2 separate regions of the Anser cygnoides genome follow, and region 1 is linked to region 2. The links are chromatin contacts, called in public Hi-C maps. All regions are on one chromosome and are shown on one strand. Each heading gives the region's core, a stretch centred on a gene start, on an enhancer-like site or on the middle of the called end of the contact. The rest is flanking DNA. Distances are from core to core; before and after follow the strand shown. Region 1 holds the start of NXT2 (nuclear transport factor 2 like export factor 2). Region 2 overlaps COL4A5 (collagen type IV alpha 5 chain).

What was found. Hi-C and Micro-C count contacts between places; a contact is called where the count stands out from the background.
Region 1: a contact with region 2 is called in a Hi-C map of liver, with 2.0 times the contacts expected there. The contact joins the promoter of NXT2 here to the enhancer-like site in region 2. A contact is called at or near these places in 4 of 7 Hi-C or Micro-C datasets (granulosa cells and liver).

The regions. Positions count from the first base shown.
Region 1 is chr13:3,400,420-3,404,229 of Taihu_goose_T2T_genome, forward strand. NXT2 (nuclear transport factor 2 like export factor 2) reads left to right here and starts at 2,200. Exons shown (of 4, transcript XM_013185215.3): 1 at 2,200-2,331. The coding sequence starts at 2,299.
Region 2 is chr13:3,249,727-3,253,941 of Taihu_goose_T2T_genome, forward strand. COL4A5 (collagen type IV alpha 5 chain) reads left to right here. Exons shown (of 51, transcript XM_048070762.2): 3 at 2,599-2,688; 4 at 3,920-3,964. Among named protein-coding and RNA genes, the nearest start is that of COL4A6, 32 kb to the left of the region's middle. Within about 2 kb of position 1,390, at least 1 of the 3 cell types and tissues checked has open chromatin away from gene starts, as enhancers often do.

The DNA.
Region 1 (3,810 bases), core at 950-3,449, 150 kb after region 2:
AATCTTTAGTAAGTAATTGCAGGTCTCTTGAGTCTCTTCAGGTCTTTCCCTATTGTATACTGCATTATGCAAATTTAACTGGACGGCCTTACGACTCAACTTGCTCCAGCAAACCAGCAAGTTTCTTTTTTGCAAGTGCCTGGCTCAGTCCCTGCTATGGGAGCGCTGGATCTTGGTGCATTCTCCCCCCTGCCGGCTCCCGGCCGGCACAGCAGGCTGGGGAAAAGTCACTCCCACATGGAAAAAAAAAAAAGATACACATAGCAGAAGCATGAAGAGATCTAAAATATGTAGGAAATCAAGGACAAAGTGCTTATACATTGACCCATTTTTACATCCAGTCTTCCAAACACAATATAAGGTATGTTTGGCCAAGCTATCTGTGAAAGTAAGTGCAACTTGCTAACAAGTAAGTAAATAACGTGTGCGATTTCCACCTGGTTATTTGCCAGTAAATGAAATTGCATTCACAAATTAACATATAGAGCACATCATTATCATTATCTACTTGTAGCATAGCATGTAAGACCTCCTGAATATTTTCACAACTCTGGAAGATGCTGAAGAACCCAAACTCACTTTCTTTTTCTGCATAAAAATATTGAGGAATTATTTCACATTGCTGCCAGGCACTGCAGAGAGGCCATCTGAGGTCCAGACTAATTCTCCCAGGACAAGGTCAGTGCTGCTTCACAACACTAACATTAATGTTACAAGAAGCATGAAAAGGATCACCAAATTAATTATAATGGAGGGCCACAATAGTGCCATTTAAGTCCTGTTGTGCTCCAGGCTATTCTGTACTTGAACTGCTTTTCAGTCTTCACAATAAACAGACAACTGTTATTTTAGAAGCAGAAGGAAGAAATGCCATTCTCCTATGCTCCTCTGTAGACTGTTTTCAAACAGACCAATGTGAATAATACCATCTCCACCAGACTGTCCTAAATAAGGGAGTCAACTAATTGGCTGATTACCAACATGCGCTTTATCAACACCATAACACTGCTGGGTTGGTTTCTCTTTTCTTGCCCAAGGGCCAGTCATTGTAAGATATCAAACTCAAGCAACTAAAATGGTTTTGCTTGTAACCTTGGCTTGATTTAAAATACTGAGGCTGCCATTCAGTTCCTGCTCTCATAAGCTACTTTAACTGCTCATAGGAACTAGTCAGGTGTTGCTGACTATGCTGTCAAAATGCAACTGACACAGTGTCTGCTTGGCACTTCATTTCATACTAGAAATGTTGTTAGGGAAGTTTGTTTGTTTTTATTACTACCAATGACAGGGTCCAACCTTCATAGCATAGTTGCTACATAGGAGTGGGTTCTGCTGTATACATGACCGGTCTTTGCAAAAGCATGCTTGCATCAGCTTTACATCCTCTTTTTACCTGTCAGCCACATGTTTGGTGGAGCTGCTTGCTGCGTTAGCCGTGACTGTAAGCCATTTGAGATACAGTCTCTCTTTGTGATCTCTGTAGGACTTAGGTCTGTTTCACTGTTGGTACAGTCTCTGAAACAGGAATTTTCAGGAAAGTTATGCAGAAACTTCCGTTCTATTGCATGCTGTATAGTTCTGTCAAAAACATACTGCATTCTGAATGACTTTGCTTCCTTGTGATTTTAATAGGGGTGTTTATGTCTCAGTGTTTTGCCAAACAGAATACATCGAATTATCTTATTTTGGGAGTTTGGCATGATACAGCAGTATATATGCATGTTGTTACATAACCTGTCCGAATATTTGAAATAATTGCAGGCACTTCTCAGAACAATCAGGTTTAAGTACTTGAGGACAAAGAGCAGGTAACAACAAAGGCACATAATAATCCAGAGAAAAACACGTTTAATAAACCCATTTGTAAAAAACAACTCTTTTTTGGTGGTCAGATGGCATTATATACATATAATCTCCATGCCACTCGAATGTAACTGGGCAAAAAGAGTGTAATTTGGTCCTAAACTCATGAAGAATAGATGTTTTTAAACTAGCATCTTAAACAAACTAATATACATATATAGTACAAACATAGACTTATGAAAAAAGAAAACCAAAAAACACTTCCTATACAAATTTTTTGTACAAAGTGTTTCTTGACTTGTTTGCAGCTGTTCCAGTGACAGTTAGAGAAAATCTTGACCGCGACTGAGGCTTAGATTGCCTGAAGTAGATCCATCCCATGCTTCTCTTTCAACGTTTGCTGTTGCTGTTCTTCTTCCGCCCTCTGTGTCTTGGAGTCACACACTGAACTCGAGTGGTGAACGGATCTGCCTGAAAAATCACACAGGAGAAATAATGGCCAAGTGTCCTGAGCCATACCGTAAACAGGTATGCCAGTAAAACAAAGGGACTGCTTAAGTTGGCACTGACACAGGAAAAGTTCATGTGAAACCACTCCCTGCAGATCTAAGAAGAAAATAGCAGCTGTTAAGTGGAATCTGTGTGAAGGAAACAGAGTCTCTTACACTTAGTTAAGAAGTTGTGAATTTTAAGTTTACAAGTGAGGAATCACAAAGAGCAAGTATAAAATTCCCTGATGCTAATGTATACATACCTCTGTTTATCACCTTCAGGTTTTAAAGCAAGCAACTTTGAATTGCTTTGCCCTTGAACTCTTCTTTAAAACAGCTGCTGTAGCAAATGTGCTCTGCTGTGCCCTTGAACAGGTGTAACAGGTGCCTGCAGAGCTGGCACCAGGGAACTGGCTGGGAGTGCTCTCGTGTTGGAGGACAGAGCAGGAGATACCTTGCGTTAGCATCCCACAGTTACACTGCATCGTGTGTAGAGTCAAACTGTGCGGAACAGAAAGGCAATACTGTGGAGTCCCGTGGAGCTGGGTGCTTTGTACCTGTGGCTATATCGAGAACACAGATAGTGTATCGGCACTGTGGCATCGAGCAGTAATACGTTAGATGTTCTGTGCCTGTAGCATTTTCTTCTCACTGTAGAGTGTTTTTAAGGAAGAACACGGAGAGCAGAACATGACAACAAATAGATGAAAAAATACAGAGAGGGTTGGTTTCTTAGAGAATGAAACAACTCAAATCTACAGATTAACTATTAGCTTAAAGTGTTTGGTTTTGCTAGTACTGAAAAGCAGAACTGCAGGTGCAAGTTCTTGTTTCTTTTCCACTGCTGCGCTCTGGATGCCTTTGTGTTTCTGAGGCTTAAACGTGCTGAAGGCAGATTCAGAGGTAAAGCAGATCTGCAGTGAGTGGGCTGCTCTCTTTGTGTGCACCCATGGCTGAGGGCACTGCTGGGGGAGCAGCTGCGCAGTATTTTGGCTTAGTGTCTTCTCTCGCATTACCTTGTTAACTAGGGATGCTATGCTGAGGATAGTGCTTGTAGCTATAGGGGAGAACACACGAATGAATGAAATTATGACTAATAGCTTCACTTGGGCCTGAGAAAGAGCTGAGGAAGAATAATGGTGCAAAGTGCAGCTCTGGTTAGACCTTTATTTTGAGAAAAGTGCAGTGGAAGCCAAGGTGCTTGGACTCGCTGAGGATTTCTACTCAGCCACCTTCACACATGACTAGTATTTTCTCCAAAAACCTTTACAAACAGCATTGAGGTCAGCTCAGTGTTGGCACCCCTGGCCTACTATAAATACACGGTGTGCTCCAAATGGCTCTGGGCAGGGAGATCCTTCCCCGGAGGTCAGTTCCTGCGGGTGGGCGTAAAGCAGTGCAGTCACGTTTCCTGGTGCCAGCCTCACGTATAAAACCGGGGGCTCGGAGGTGACCATTAGGGCTCTGGAGAAAATCCTGGGGTCGTGCTCCGCGTTCAGCAGGAGTCAGAAAAGCG
Region 2 (4,215 bases), core at 140-2,639:
TTTCAATAGTGCATCTGTTGCCTCCTGTGTTTCTTTTGTGTAATTGTTTGGCCTTGTATGTTTCCCTCTTTCACTTTTAAAGGTCTTGGTTTCCCAGCTCTGCAACAGCTTGCAGCGGAGACGTCAGGGTAGTTGCATTTTAGAGAACAGTTCTTCAGCAGCAGATGACACAAGGCCACCCCTCTGCTGAAAGTCAGTTCTAGTATCCATTTGCAGATGTTACTTTCTCTAAAATAAATAAAGGGGAAGTGTGAGCAAGTTGAGATTAATAGGCACAGCGTAGCCTAGCTAGTACCTGATCCATCTGACACACCTCTTGTATGCAAGTGTTTCCTTAGTGTGCAAGCACAGTTCTTGCCAGAGCTTGCTCCGAAGTCTGGCTCTGTCTGATGTTTTCTTTACTGGGCACTCCCAAATTCCTTATTCTGTCTCCTTTGGGGGCACACTAACCCTTTCATATCCTGGCCCAGGATAATAACACTCCTCCAGTCTTGCTTTTCAGATGAGGCAGCATACTGGCTGTAGAGCTGCACACAGAAGCAGAGCCTGGCATCTCGTGTGCAAAAAGACAGTCTGGACTCCAGTTGTCAGACTTAAGCTAGCCTCAATTTATTTTGCAATCAACATTTCCCCAGGAGAGAAAAGATGTCTGCCTTGTACAGGAGAGCAGTATATGACCTAGAGTAACCGAGGAGCGTGTTTACCTCCTAATTACTAGGAAGCCAGCTTTAGCAGACCAGTTAATGAGCTGTCCATCCCTATCCAAGGAGTCTTTCTGAATCTCACTGTCTAGAGCTAAGGCTGCAGCTCAGGCTTGCTCACAGCCTTTAGGTTGTCATCCAAAGCAGTGTAGCAATTACTGGAAAAGCTGTGAGGAAGAGAGGCCGTGTTAGTTTTCTCTGATTTTGGAGGGGTTCCTGACATCTTGTGTTGAACACAACTGGTAGTTTCCTGTCCCCTGCAGTGAAATACAGAGCACCTACCCAAGTAGCACACTGAGAAAATTGGGATTTAAGAATGAAACCTAGTGCTATTATCTTGCTGAGTATCTGAAATCATGTTCAGTGTGGAGCTACCATGGAAAATAGAGGGGAGATAAGCAAAGCCATAATGTTGGCTTTTGCTTATTGTGTTCAAGGCTGCATTTGGATGCTTCTGTCTGCTTGCAAACCCCAGTTTTCAGTTCTCTGCTGACGTTGTCTTCTTGAAGATAAGAGATTCCTGCTTCAGTTCCTTCCCTTGACTGAGGATCTAGGCAGGGCCTCCTGGTTCCCTAGAGAATGTCATAGCTGGTAGACTGCCAGGTAATAGATGTGGGAGCTACTACTCCCATTCTTGCCGAAGCCGCACAAGAAGATAAAAATTCAAGATGAACAGAGAATACAGAAAAGAATGCACAGCCCTAACTGTATGATTAAGGTGCTTGTCAGGATGGAACAAATCCAGGCACAGGCCTCTTTCTTTGGTGGTTCATGTAGTTGTGAAAAAAATAATTGGGGCAAATCTACAGAAGTTGTTTTGCAGGTGGGACCCAAACGATCTGTAGAGCAATAGGGAATAATGCTGAGCAATTGCCTGTTTCGTAAGCATTGTTTTATGTACTGGTTGATATAACAGTGTACTGGTTGATATAACAGAGCTGTAGGAAATAGGTTTACACATTTGAAAAGCGTACAATAATCTATATGCAGAAAAAAAGTGTCCTAATTCTGATATTTCTGAACCATTCTGTACTTATCAAAACCTTAATATTTGCTGGTGTTTATGAATCTATTGTATAGAAGGAATACAAGTAAATATTTATTGAATTTGCAGCTATGAACACTCTGAAACTGCAGTAAAGTAGTGTATCGCAACACTGACAGGTTACAGGGTGCTGTGTGATGGTATGTGGTACAGGTATATTTGTTGTAATATTTATAAGCTGTTGTGATTTATCATTGCATAAATATTCAGCAAACTATGGTTGCTGATTAAGAGCTTATAGTTTTAGCATGAGGTGACAGATAAAAGGGATAAATGTTTCTTTGTTGTCTCTTGATTTAGATCATAAGCACTTTGGGCTGGAACCATCTTTACATTCTGTCTTTACACAGTGTTTAGCCGACAGTACACAACCAGGATCTCAGTTACTTTTATGTTACAAATAGCAATCTTGTATCTGTGAAATGATAATGAACAGCAGTCATAGTATAGCAGTAATCTATACCCTTAGGGAGTTTTTATGCATAGTGCAGTACAACGGAGTTTTTAGGAGAGACTTGGTGACTAACGAAGCCATGGTTTTATAGGAAGATGGGAGGGTTCTATGTATTTGGGAAGCACAGAAGAACTACTGTTGAATTATTTCTGTAAATAGGTAGCTTAAATAGTGGCTAATCATTCTATGAAACCTGTTTAAGTGGCTCAATTAAATGCAATGCGTGTGTACGTCCAGGAATTTCTGTAGCTAAGCAGGTGAGATGTTTAATCATGACGTTAATGAGTTTGTCTGTATGGTAACTTCCTACTGAAAGCAGACAAAGTGTGTTTTCTGAACATCTCTAATATTACTTGTACTTTTGCTGTATTATCTTCCCACACCCATTCTTTGTGTAGGGTGAAAGGGGATTCCCGGGCTTGGAAGGACAGCCAGGTTTGCCTGGATTTCCAGGACCAGAAGGACCTCCTGGTCCAAGAGGTCCAAAGGTAAGTCCCAATTTACTAGAATCGCGTGAAAATGCTAGTTAGCATTAGCTTGTTTTTAATGCTGATCCCAAATCATCCCAGAATTCTTGATTATCCATTAGTTTAATAGGCAAAATCTTCAGAAGTTAGGATGTTAGATTAGGATATGTTAGTTGTTCTTTTTTTGTTTGGAAGAGTCAACCATAGGAAGAAGATTGCATGAAGTTTCCAATTCCTCACCTACATGTGTGCTTCTAAACACTGTGTGTATACCTCTGTTCTTTCCCTAGCAAATTAAGGTCAGAGAACGGGTTTGGCAAGGTGCTGTAAAGCAGCTTTATTACTCCTTGCAATAATGCACTCCATTACTTAGTTTACTGATGAGAGTGGTGTTAGCTGCTGGAGGGGTCCCACCATGTGGGCAGTGTTGCAAACTCGTGTTTGCACCTAGTGGTATTCGTGGGCTAGTTTTGTGTGGGGTGATGCAAATGAAGGCCTCATTGAACCATGCTGAGGCAACTGAGGAATGCTCCTTGCTTTTCCTGGATGGTTTCAGTTTATTTTTATTTCCTACTGAATTACATCACCGTGCTCAGATGGTATGGCATAGCATTAAAATGCTGAAAAGCCTTCCTTTGAGTGCATGTATATTTAATATGCACAAGCTTATCCAGGATCTGCCTATTGCTGTTGCAAATACCCAAAATCTAAACTAGCAGAAGCACAAAAAAAAAAAGAAGAAAATAATGGTTAGGTGATAAGAAAAAATGAAAGGCTATGCTAAGAGAGAAAATTGTGTGTAACGAGTGAAATGAGAAAGAAATCTTCTATAAGAAAGTAGTCTATTGTATTTGGACTCCATAAATATCTTTTCTTCTCAATATTTTACTATGAAGCTTAATCTTGTATATCTTGTTTTGACCACACGAGGTCACTGTAGTACAATTGATGAAAGTAGCAAGCAGACGGTTTCTGCTTACATGCAAGTTTAGGTGTTTTTAATGAAAAAAACATTTCCTCTAAGTCATGGTTTATCAGCTGTAACAAGTGCTTTTCAATTCAAGGTGCAGTGCCCAAAATAAAATTATTTTGAACTCATTTACTCAGGAAATGACAACTTAGGTAACCTTTAGCCATCTTATCATAAACATGTAAAATAACTTCTGTCATGCTTACGGTTTACTTTGATAGAAAAACTGACTGCAAGCTTGAATGTTGTTTTTTGTTTGGTTGCTGTTTGTTTGTTTTTTAGGGTGATGATGGACTGCCAGGACCTGTTGGACCCAAAGGAATTAGAGTAAGTATCGGTGCAATTTTAGGTTGATGTACTGGAGTTGTGGATAAAGACTGCCAGGTATAGAGTGGGTCCTCATAAAAATGGTGATTTATGGGGGGAAAAAAATTAACTTATTCCTGACAAAACATGTCTATCAGCTAGAAGAGAGTGTATTACTTTTTGTAAGGAATATAAGATTATATAAGTAATGCAATTAACGCAATAATTGGTTGTATTACACAATCTTATGTATTGCTTGTATTACTTTCCAT